2 separate regions of the Mus musculus genome follow, and region 2 is linked to region 1. Evidence: chromatin contacts called from public HiChIP or PLAC-seq data. All regions are on one chromosome and are shown on one strand. Each heading gives the region's core, a stretch centred on a gene start, on an enhancer-like site or on the middle of the called end of the contact. The rest is flanking DNA. Distances are from core to core; before and after follow the strand shown.

Evidence for each region. HiChIP or PLAC-seq counts read pairs in DNA pulled down with a chosen protein or histone mark.
Region 2: a contact with region 1 is called in an H3K27ac HiChIP or PLAC-seq map of extraembryonic endoderm stem cells, with 14 times the contacts expected there. The contact joins the promoter of Tfam here to the enhancer-like site in region 1. A contact is called at or near these places in 8 of 39 promoter capture datasets (the C10 cell line, cranial neural crest, frontonasal cranial neural crest and 4 more), 1 of 15 datasets of contacts at CTCF or cohesin (large pre-B cells), 7 of 484 Hi-C or Micro-C datasets (the G1E-ER4 cell line, the N1E-115 cell line, cortical neurons and 2 more), 3 of 115 datasets of contacts at active chromatin or transcription factors (astrocytes, extraembryonic endoderm stem cells and large pre-B cells) and 1 of 9 other capture datasets (adipose tissue).

Annotation. Positions count from the first base shown.
Region 1 is chr10:70,178,272-70,183,566 of GRCm38.p6, forward strand. It overlaps Ccdc6 (coiled-coil domain containing 6), which reads left to right. Exons shown (of 9, transcript NM_001111121.1): 7 at 3,889-3,989. Among named protein-coding and RNA genes, the nearest start is that of Mrln, 24 kb to the right of the region's middle. Within about 2 kb of position 3,485, at least 63 of the 459 cell types and tissues checked have an H3K27ac peak or open chromatin away from gene starts, as enhancers often do. A contact at or near this core is called in the G1E-ER4 cell line, where this site is marked.
Region 2 is chr10:71,235,990-71,241,165 of GRCm38.p6, forward strand. Tfam (transcription factor A, mitochondrial) reads right to left here and starts at 2,055. Exons shown (of 7, transcript NM_009360.4): 1 at 1,851-2,055; 2 at 927-1,042. The coding sequence starts at 1,951.

The DNA of each region.
Region 1 (5,295 bases), core at 2,235-4,734:
GTGCGGGGAAGATGGGTATCGCTGTCACATGCCGGCTGTGGGGGCCGATGCTTCAAGACTTGCCCCTTCAGTTTGCTGTACATGCTGTTTATTATAATGAGGTATACTCTTCCACAGTCCCTTCAGGGCTTTTAGCATGAAAGGATGCTGGACTCCGTTAAATTCCCTCTGTATCTGTGGAAATGCAGATGCAAGAGTCTGCCGATATGAATTTGTTGGCAGGAGTGTCTCGAACCATCCCTGCATCCCTAGAATGAAACTGACTAGCTCAGAGCAAACAGTCTTTTTTATGTTTAGTTGATTCCAATTGCAAGTTCATTTAGTGAGAGTTTCTGTATCGTGTCTAGCCGAGAGATGGTCCTCTAATTGCCTGTTGTTGTGGGGTCCCTATCTATTGGTATCGGGAATGGTGGCTGTGTTAAATGAATGTGGCCGTTTTCTTCTTCCTATTGCATGCTAGAGTTTGAAGAAGTTTGGTGTCACCTCTCTTTGGAGGTCTGACAGAACTCAGCAGTTAGTCCCTCTGGGCCTAGACGGTGTCTGTCTGTCTCTGTCTGTCTTTCTGTCTGTCTGTCTCTCTCTCTCTCTGTCTCTCTGTGTGTGTGTGTGTGTGTGTACAGTTTGTATTACTAAGTCAAACTCATTGCTTATAATGAACTCTCAGTTCTAAGCTGCTTCTATCTTCTCACTTTAATTTTGATGAGTCTTGTGTGTTTCAAAAGCTGTATCCATTTCTTGTAGATTGTTCCAATTTTTTTAGAATGTAGGTTTTCACACTATGCCCTGATGAGCCTTTGAATTTGGTTGGTCTCTGTCTCAAGGTTAGTTGGGCTAAGGCTACGTCAAAGTTAACTTTTCAAAGAGCCAGCTTCGCTATTGCTTATTATTATTAATAATAATACTATGGGTTATTACTATTGATGATTATTTCCATCTCATTAGAACTTTGTCCTGATCTTAATATTTCTATCTATTGATTTTTGGATTTGACATGTATCCTTTTTTTCTCAACCCTTGGCACTTCACAGGTCCCTGTTTGTTCCCTTGCTTGTTGTCCTGCATAGATCACCCTTCACCCTAGCCTCAGTGTTATTCCGCTGCTCTGTGTTTTCGGGGTCTTCACTGTAAGACGTTTAGGGTTCTTCTATCTTGCCTCTTTCTATCCACGCGGCCATTTTCTTCCTCCGACTCTGGGAAACTTTGCGCATTGTTTTTACTAAATGGGTTTTCTGTGTCTTTAGCTTGCACTTCTCTGTCTCCTATGCTGGAATGAGCGTCCTGCTGGTAACTAGAGCAGCTGCTCTCTGCATGGGTACCTCTGTCAGATCCGGCCCTCTTGTCTCCTCCTCAGCACTTGGTATTGAGGAAGTCGTTAAGATAACTAACAAATCCAAATACAACAAAGAGCTTTTTGAGCACCAGCTAAGGAATTAGCCTTCTTCTGACACAGACCATTTCTGACCAGGTGTGGCCATATTTCACTGAAAGGGAGTTAGAGCCTCTTAAGATGTCTGGGCACCCACTGTGTGGGCACCCACTGTGTGAGACCTAGGTCACCAGCTGGGTGTCTTAGGGTTTTACTGCAATGAACACCACGACCAAGGCAACTCTTAACATAGGACAACATTTAATTGGGGCTGGGTAACAGGTTCAGAGGTTCAGTCCATTATCATCAAGGTGAGACCATGGTAACATCCAGGGGCTACAGGAGCTTAAGATTTCTACCTCCTGTTCCTGAGGCATTTAGGAGAAGACTGGCTTCCAGGAAGCTGGGAGGAGGGTCTCAGAGCACACCCTCACAGTGACACACTTCCTTCAAAAAGGCCACACCTAATAGCACCTCTCCCTGGACCAAGCATATTCAAACCACCGCATGGGGTCTGGTCTGTGAGGATAAAGTGTGACTAGCCACACAGCCCTCTGCCTCTGTCCACCAGAGAAATAATAGATCCAGAGACATAGATCCAGAGAAATAATAGATCCAGAGACATAGATCTAGAGAAATAATAGATCCAGAGACATAGTTCCAGAGAAATAATAGATCCAGAGACATAGATCTAGAGAAATAATAGATCCAGAGACATAGATCTAGAGAAATAATAGATCCAGAGACATAGTTCCAGAGAAATAATAGATCCAGAGACATAGATCTAGAGAAATAATAGATCCAGAGACATAGATCTAGAGAAATAATAGATCCAGAGACATAGATCCAGAGAAATAATAGATCCAGAGACATAGATCCAGAGAAATAATAGATCCAGAGACATAGATCCAGAGGACTGCAAAGCTCCCCACCACTTCTGTGGATGCTTTCAAGAAAACCGGATTTTTAAAATAATGGCAAGTTATAAACGGGACTCTAGAAGTTACAGAAGAATGACAAGCTTCCCTCTTTAAAATCTCTCTGCTTCCTCACTTGAAAAGGTTTTACTGTATTTTGAAATTGTAATCCCTGCTTCTAAGTCTGTTCTTGACAGTTTCCCATTCTCAGTAAAACGGTTTGACTGAACACGTCAGCCCAAACACAAAGCAGTTCACTAGATATTTTACTAACTACTTTAAGACTCGGGGGAGCTGGAGTACAGAGCACCTAGGGCTGGGCTTCAGAGGGGCCGCTCTTAGAAGATGTGGCTTCCAGATAGATGGGCCACTTCCTCCAGAGCTGACGTTCACGGCGCAAGTTTGCTTTATTTCTGTTGGGTTTGTTGTTGTGTTTGTGGGTTTTGGGGGGGTGGTGTGTCCTGTAGTCCTGAGCTAACCTTGCGTTTTGATCCTCCTGCTTCTGCCCCAGATTGCTGGGATTAGAGGCGTGTGCCACCAGAGTGCTAGAGGCACAACCCAGGGCTTCATGCATGCTGCTGCAAAAACTCTCCCCAACTGAGCTACATCCCCAGCCCTGCTTTTACTTATTTTTGTAAGTTATTCAAGGTACCATGGAGTTGCTAAGTACCTGGTTAAGTAGCACTCTGCACCCCAGAATTGAGCCATTGAGATAGATCTAGGGGAAAGAAAATACCAGACACTTAAGACTGTAAGGGGTGATCTTAAACCACCTTCCTGTTTGTATAATATAAGGAAACGCCCCACCTGGTGTTCTTATGGTGGACTGTCCTAAAGAAGGGAAGGAGACAGAGACAGGCGTCTAGTTGAGCTGTGTGTCATTCAAGCTTCATTAACCTGCTTGGAAGGGGCTGGGTCAGTCCCTCGTGTGAATAAACACCAGGGCTAATGGTGCTCTGAGGTCCAAGTCCATGCCTGGTTAGCCTTAAGACCAGGGAGGATGGTTTGTCAGGAAGTCTGTCAAACAGAAATCCCCCTGCATCAGCACTGTATGCTTGGTTTGCAAAGTGAAAGCCGACGGTCCCCGTAATCACACGTCAGCATCTTTGGGCCCAATGTGAGCTAGACTCAGCACAGAGTGGCTGGGCATGACCCGCCCAGGGTGCCCAGCACTGGTGTCTTCTGTTAAATTCTAACCTGTTAAGCAGAGCCTGCCTTGTGAAAACCTTGGCACTCGGCCTAGGGGCATATTTGTCCTTCAGTGTGTTAAGTATCAGTGAGCCTGTTGATTTTGAGTTTCAAGTAACAATTCAAATAGATATATCTGTGTGCTTGTGAGGTCACTGGCAGGACTCCAGGACAGGTCCCTTGTGATATTTATGTGTTGCGTGGCTACGACAAGTCTCTGGGGATGATGACACTTGTGAGACTAGAGCAGTGTGACTCCGGAGTCCTCTGTACTAGAGATGTCCCCTGGGTACAGCCTCTCCAGCTCCCAGGATTTTGACCTTAGGTTGTGCCTTGAGAGCTTCACTCCTAGGGTTTCTTCTGCTGAGGCCCACGTGAACATGGGTGTTTGAACCACTTCCTCCTCTCTCCTTTCAGGTATTTTAATGAGATGTCTGCACAAGGATTGAGACCTCGCACTGTGTCCAGCCCAATCCCTTACACGCCTTCTCCCAGCTCAAGCAGACCTATATCACCCGGTGAGTGTGTCTGCGGGCTACCTCGGTGTGGCTGTTTTCCAGCTGTTTAGTGCGCATGTGTATGTGTGTGACTGTGGCTGTGTGTGTGTGTGGTGGTTGTGTATATGTAGCTGTGTGTATATGTATATGGGGGGCTGTAGGGGGGTTGCAAAGGGGCTGTGCATGTGGCTGTGGGGGGCTGAGGCTGTTTGGGGGGCTGTGTGTATGGCTAGGGCTGTGGCAGGGGCTGTGTGTATGTGTTAGGGCTGTTTGGGGGGCTGGGAGGGTTGTATGTGTGTATATGACTGAATGTGTGCCTGTGTGGCACTGGGAATTGGACCCAGGCCCTCACACAGATTTAGCTAGATGCTCACCGATGGTTTTTAGCTAGCTCTTGTGGTTGTATTCCCTTCTATTTTGTGATTTTTAAATCTAAGTCACCATTAGTACTGAGTATTTATTGGTTGGAGACCTTAAACAACAAAGTCCCTTGATTTACTTTCTTAATTATTTATTATTTAGTGTTTTTCTTTACTTTTTAACTTTTATCTTTGAGGATTTCATATTATCTGTCTGCCCCGTCTTCCTCAGTGTTCACTGAGCCTTAGGTACAGATGATGATGATGATGGTGGTGGTGATGGACGACCTTCAATTTGACTTCAAAACCTCTTTCTAGAAGACTGTGTGTGTGACTAGTCTTAGGGGATGGGCAGGGTTCCTGGGTTGATTGCAGGATGTCTTCCCATGTGTCTTTTATGGGTTCCTTCACTTCATTCCAACTGCCTTAATCTCACTTTTGCTGTCGGTAGTAATCTGGGCATCGTTTTCTTCCCTTGTGAAAATAGAAGCGCAGCCAGTCACGGGTTACTAGCTCTGGGTCTTTGGGCGAAGAGGAGGCCAAGTTGAGCGTCTTTATCCAAAAACCAGTGTCTCCCACTCCCCCTCACCCCCCCACCCCCAGCACAAGCTGCCTCCTGATCCTTGCAGTGGTTTGTGAGCCAAGCCTCGCTGGCCTGGTAGGTTGCTTATGCAAGCAAGACAGCTAGCGTCTCCCACTGCTGGCTTTGTTAGCACGGGCCTTGCCTTTCCCAGCATGCTTGCCTTCATCTGACCCCAAATACTCCTGAGTGTCCCAGGCTGGGCACCAGCAGGGCTTGGGGCTCCCGTGTAGGGGGGCGGGTATGTGGTCCACCCTGAGGGGGAAGAGGAAGTAGGGAGGAGGCGTGAGGCAGGAGTGGGGGGTTGGGGGGAGAGAAGGCTCATGTCTGGAGGCTTTTGTTTCTGTGCCTGTGGATAAACAAGCTGCAGATAGACTTGAGGGACAAG
Region 2 (5,176 bases), core at 805-3,304, 1.1 Mb after region 1:
GTACCATTCAGATATAACACTGCTGTAAAAAATAATCCACCCATCTCCATTTCTCCCTCATTCTTAACTGAGGATACAGCTGCTTCATCAACCATGTGTTAGTGCCAAGTCTTCCATTTGAGAAGACAGGGGAATTCCTATAAGCATGTCTCTTCATCTCCTATCTACAAGGTAAGAATTTCAGTCTGATTTCCACTAGCATCCTTCGAGGTACTGGAAGTAAAAGAACTTTGGAAATCCTAAGGACTGACTTATTAATCAGCTACTACCTTTACACCGTATAATCAAATGAAGGCCCTACAACCCTTTCTTAGGCTTCCTGGAAAACTTTTCTAGTTGTAGATCTTTTTCCCACCTTCAGGAGCTTAGATAATTTCCAGTTAAGTTAATGATTTATACAGACCATTATTGTATTATATAGAACACTTCCCGATAAGTTATTTTATTGCACCTTAGACATTACAAACAAGCAACTGCCCAGGACAACTAGGCCTCAACTTTATCTCTTTTCTCTACAGTGCTCTTCACTCTACATGCTTTTGGTTTTTTGGTTTTTTTGGTTTTTTTTTTTAAGATTTACTCATTTTATGTATATGAGTACACAGTGGCCGTCTCCAGACACACCAGAAGAGGGCATAGGATCCCATTACAGATGGTTGTGAGCCACCATGTGGTTGCTGGGAACTGAACTCAGGACCTCTGGAAGAGTCAGTGCTCTTATCCACTGAGCCATCTCTCCTGCCCTCTACATCTTATTTTAAAACTATTTTTCTCATTTATATTTAAAGAACTTCTATTAGTTAAAAAAAAACTTATACAGACTACCAAAGAAAATGACTGTACTAGATGCTCTGGTAATGCAAATCAAAGATTGCAATTAAAAAAAAAATCATATCAGAGAAGATCATAAGCCCCAAACTCCTTACCTGGGTGTTTAGCTTTAAATTTGGGTAGCTGTTCTGTGGAAAATCGAAGGTATGAACTCATAGGTTTCTTTGGATAGCTACCCATGCTGGAAAAACACTTCGGAATACAGACAAGACTACACACAAGTAAAAAGAACGGAATGTCAGATACGTGTAACAGTCATACACAGATCTCAGATTCTAAGTACAAAGTCAGCCAAGGTGCTGTACATCCAACACCTCCACCTAAAATGCTAATAACTAGCCCAGCAGTTGTGGCACAGGCCTTTAATCCCAACATTCTAGTGGCAGAGCAGGTGGATCTCTGTTAAGTCAATGACAGCCTAGTCTACAAAAGGAGTTCTAGGACAGCCAGGGCTATGCAGAGAGACCCAATCTTTTAAATTAAAAAAAAAAAAAAAGTCAACCAATCAACCAAAAAAATATATAATCGTAATAACCTTTGAGTGCATTTCCCTTCCCTCTGCTGTGCTAAGAATTCAATTAAACGCAAGGGGCTTCAGCTGTATAAGCTCCATAACCGACTTACTTTAACAACCTACCCTAAGCAAAAAAATAAAAGAGGTTGCAGGGCTGAGGCTTGCAAACAGGGCAGGTTTGGGTGACCTAGCCAAACCAAAGAGGGGTGAAGCAAGTCCTAGCATCATGGGTGACCTAGCCAAACCAAAGAGGGGCCTGCAGGGCTAAAACAAGTCGTGGCATCCTGGGTGACCTCCTGGCAGCGTCCGGGCGAGCGTTCCGCGCCACAACTTCAGGGCCCGCCTCCAAGGCAGAAGGAGAGCGCCCTAGGCGCCGAAAGGTAGAAGGTGACAGGAAGTGGGGTCGGGTACCAAAAGGCGCGAGACCCCAGGCGGCCCGGAGGACGAGGGTGGGACGAGGGCAGACGGACGCCTGAACGAACGGCGTCCCTCGCCCGCGGCCTACCTGATAGACGAGGGGATGCGACCCCCGCAGCCCGCGCACATCTCGACCCCCGTGCGCCCCAGTGCTTTTAGCACGCTCCACATTCCCCGGAACAGCGCCATCGCTCGGGCCGACGAATGATGGCCCGGCGCCGTCCGGTTCGTCTCACGCAATACGGTGCCTATGGACTGCCACACTACCAGCGTGGGAACTCCGGGGGCTTGTTATCATGCCCGCCGCGCGCGGGGTACTGTGGGAAGCCCGGACTTCCGGTCCGCGGCAGGAGGCGGGGAGGACAGGAGGTGCTGTGCGTCCCCCACCGCTCAGTGGGCGGGGCCGGGCCGAGGAGGGGGCGGAGCCTGAGGCTAGGGAGGGTGGGCCTGGTCTAAGGTGGGTGTTGCTGAGCGGCGGCTTACCCCCAGGCCCCTGCCATGTGTTCTCCTGGGCTGCCTGCGTGCTGTTGCTGGACCATGGGCCTGGGCTGCCTACTGAGCTTCGTGACGCTGGTGCTGCGGCTTGTGTCACAGTGCCTGGCTACTGAAGTTAGAGATCCGTGGTACTGCTGATGCCCCAACAGCAAACTGCATGTTTCATGAGTCCGCAGGAAAGCCCACAAGGCTACTGGAGGGGTGGAAGAGAGGGAGGAGTGGTCTTGAAATGGATCGCCTTATTTATCTTCTCTTTAACAATTAATAGAAAGGAATGAGGGTTCCCAAGATGGCCCAGAGCCTGGCAAGCTGAGTTCTATCCCCAAGACCTACATGATTAAAAGAGAGAACCAACTCAAACAAGTTGCCCTCTGACTTTGACATACACACACACACAAACATGTACACAAAAGGAAATGTGTCACGAAAAAAAAATTAATAAACTGAACCCAGCTTGATGGTGCAGGCCTGTAATCCCAGCCCTTGGGAGGCGGAGGCAGGCATTCAAATTCATCCCCTGCTACATAGCAAGTTCAAAACTACATGAGACCCTGCCTCAAAACAAAAACCCAAACAACTAGCCCTCATAATAGCAACAAAGCAAGAATATTCTTCACTTGATCTTCTCCAAAAGGCTGAGAAGCGATAGCAAAAATATTCTTATATTAATACCTGAGCAGGGCATGCCAGAGCCCTGAATATTGTTTCCCACTTTGCAGATCACGTGGACTAGATGAGCTTAGCCAGCCAAACCACTGAAATTGTGGGACCAGGATGGACTTGAGGTAGTGTACAGTTTGTGTCCTACAAAAAACTCAATTTTTGTTTGTTTGGTTGGTTTTTTTTTTTTTTTTAATTCAATGGCATGGAAAAGATTAGGAAGATCTAAAAATGGTCAAGGGCTTCAATCTGTTAAAATATGTTGCTTAAGGTCTGGGAATGTGGCTTAACTGGTAGGGATGCCTGCCAGGATGCACAGAAAGCCGTTGGCTTAGATCCCCCCCATAAGCCAGGATCCTCACATAGAGCAGGCATGGTGTCTTAAGCCTCTAGTTCCAGAACTTGGGAAGCTGAGGCAGGACCACAAGTGCAGGGTTATCCTTGCCTACAAAGTAAATTCCAGGTCAGTCAGGCTAGAGACTTTGTTTCAAAGGTAAAATAAATAAATAACATTTAAAAATAACTATGTCATCCATCAGGCTCAGAGGTGAATGCTTTCACTCCAATCACTCTGGAGGTAAGAAGTGGGTAGAGATCTGTGATTGAGAGTTTGCTCTATATACAAGTTCCAGGTCGGCCAGAGTTAGCATGGTGAGAATATACCTAACAACAACAGCCTCTTCTGCTGCCTACCTGTACTTTTTTTTTTTTCTGAAAAGAAAGCAAAATCTTACTAGTGTAACACTGAGCTGAGAGTCTACTTCCTTTCTGCAGCTTTAAAACATTGTCTCCTTCAAGAGACAGAGGACCACACCCACTCCTCTAAACCCACTCCTTCTAAGCCCAGTTTACCATCACTTCCGGTTTCATTTCATTCTCTCTTGAGGGTAAAGGGGACTTCCAGCTCGTCCTTTCAAACCTCCTGTCACAACAGCAACAAGATCCTTTGTGTTTGGTTTGCCCTTGGAGTGTATCCAAACAGATGTAAAAACACATTTTCCTGTAAGTCCAGGCACCGAGCAATTAGAAATTATAGCGTCTTCCTAAAATGGAAGTCTGCATAAGACATAATTTCTCCTTAACCCCCTGTCGAGAGATTTCTAAAATAATTTGCCATTATAAATCAAGTAGAATATATCCTTGTAATGTTTTTATTGTAGATGCATTCTTTAACTGTCTGCATTTGCAGCTACTAAATAAATAAATAAGTAAGTAAATAAATAAATAAATAAATAAATAAATAAAGCTTAGCACAACACAGCCTTTCCCCAGATTCTGTCCTCTATGCCCATAATTCTGTCTGTCATAGCCTCATGGCTTATGTATTCTATGTAACCCAGATCTCTCATTTCATCTCCAGACCCCACTGAGTGCCAATGCTGCATGGTCCCTGTATTTTAATACGGATCACAATCCTTTTAGAGTCGTTGCCTTAGGACATCTCTACCATGATGTCTTACTGAAACCCAAGTTTTAAAATTCTGTGAACAAAAGTAATGGTTTTTGCACTCTATTGATGTTTCCTACTTCCCTCATCCAAGTCAATAAATTCCTGTTCATTGTAGAATCTCCTTATTGATACGCCACTCGATAACCCACTGCTGAGGAGGAATGCTGCTGAGGAGGGATGGATGCTGCTGAGGAGGGATAGATGCAGCTGAGGAGGAATGCTGCTGAGGAGGGATGGGTGCTGCTGAGGAGGGATAGATGCAGCTGAGGAGGGATGGATGCAACTGAGGAGGGATGGATGCTGCTGAGGAGGGATGGATGCAGCTGAGGAGGGATGGATGCTGCTGAGGAGGGATGGATGCTGCTGAGGAGGGATGGATGCTGCTGAGGAGGATAGATGGATGATGATGAGGAATGGGTGCTGCTGAGGAGGGATGGATGCTGCTGAGGAGGATGGATGGATGATGATGAGGAATGGGTGCTGCTGAGGAGGAATGGGTGCTGCTGAGGAGGGATGGATGCTGCTGAGGAGGGATGGGTGGATGATGATGAGGGATGGGTGCTGCTGAGGAGAGATGGATGCTGCTGAGGAGGGATGGATGATGCTGAAGAGGGATGGATGATACTGAGGAGAGATGGGTGCTGCTGAGGAGTGATGGATGCTGCTGAGGAGGGATGGATGCTGCTGAGGAGGGATGGATGCTGCTGAGGAGGGATGGATGGATGATGATGAGGGATGGTGCTGCTGAGGAGAGATGGATGCTGCTGAGGAGGGATGGATGATACTGAGGAGAGATGGATGCTGCTGAG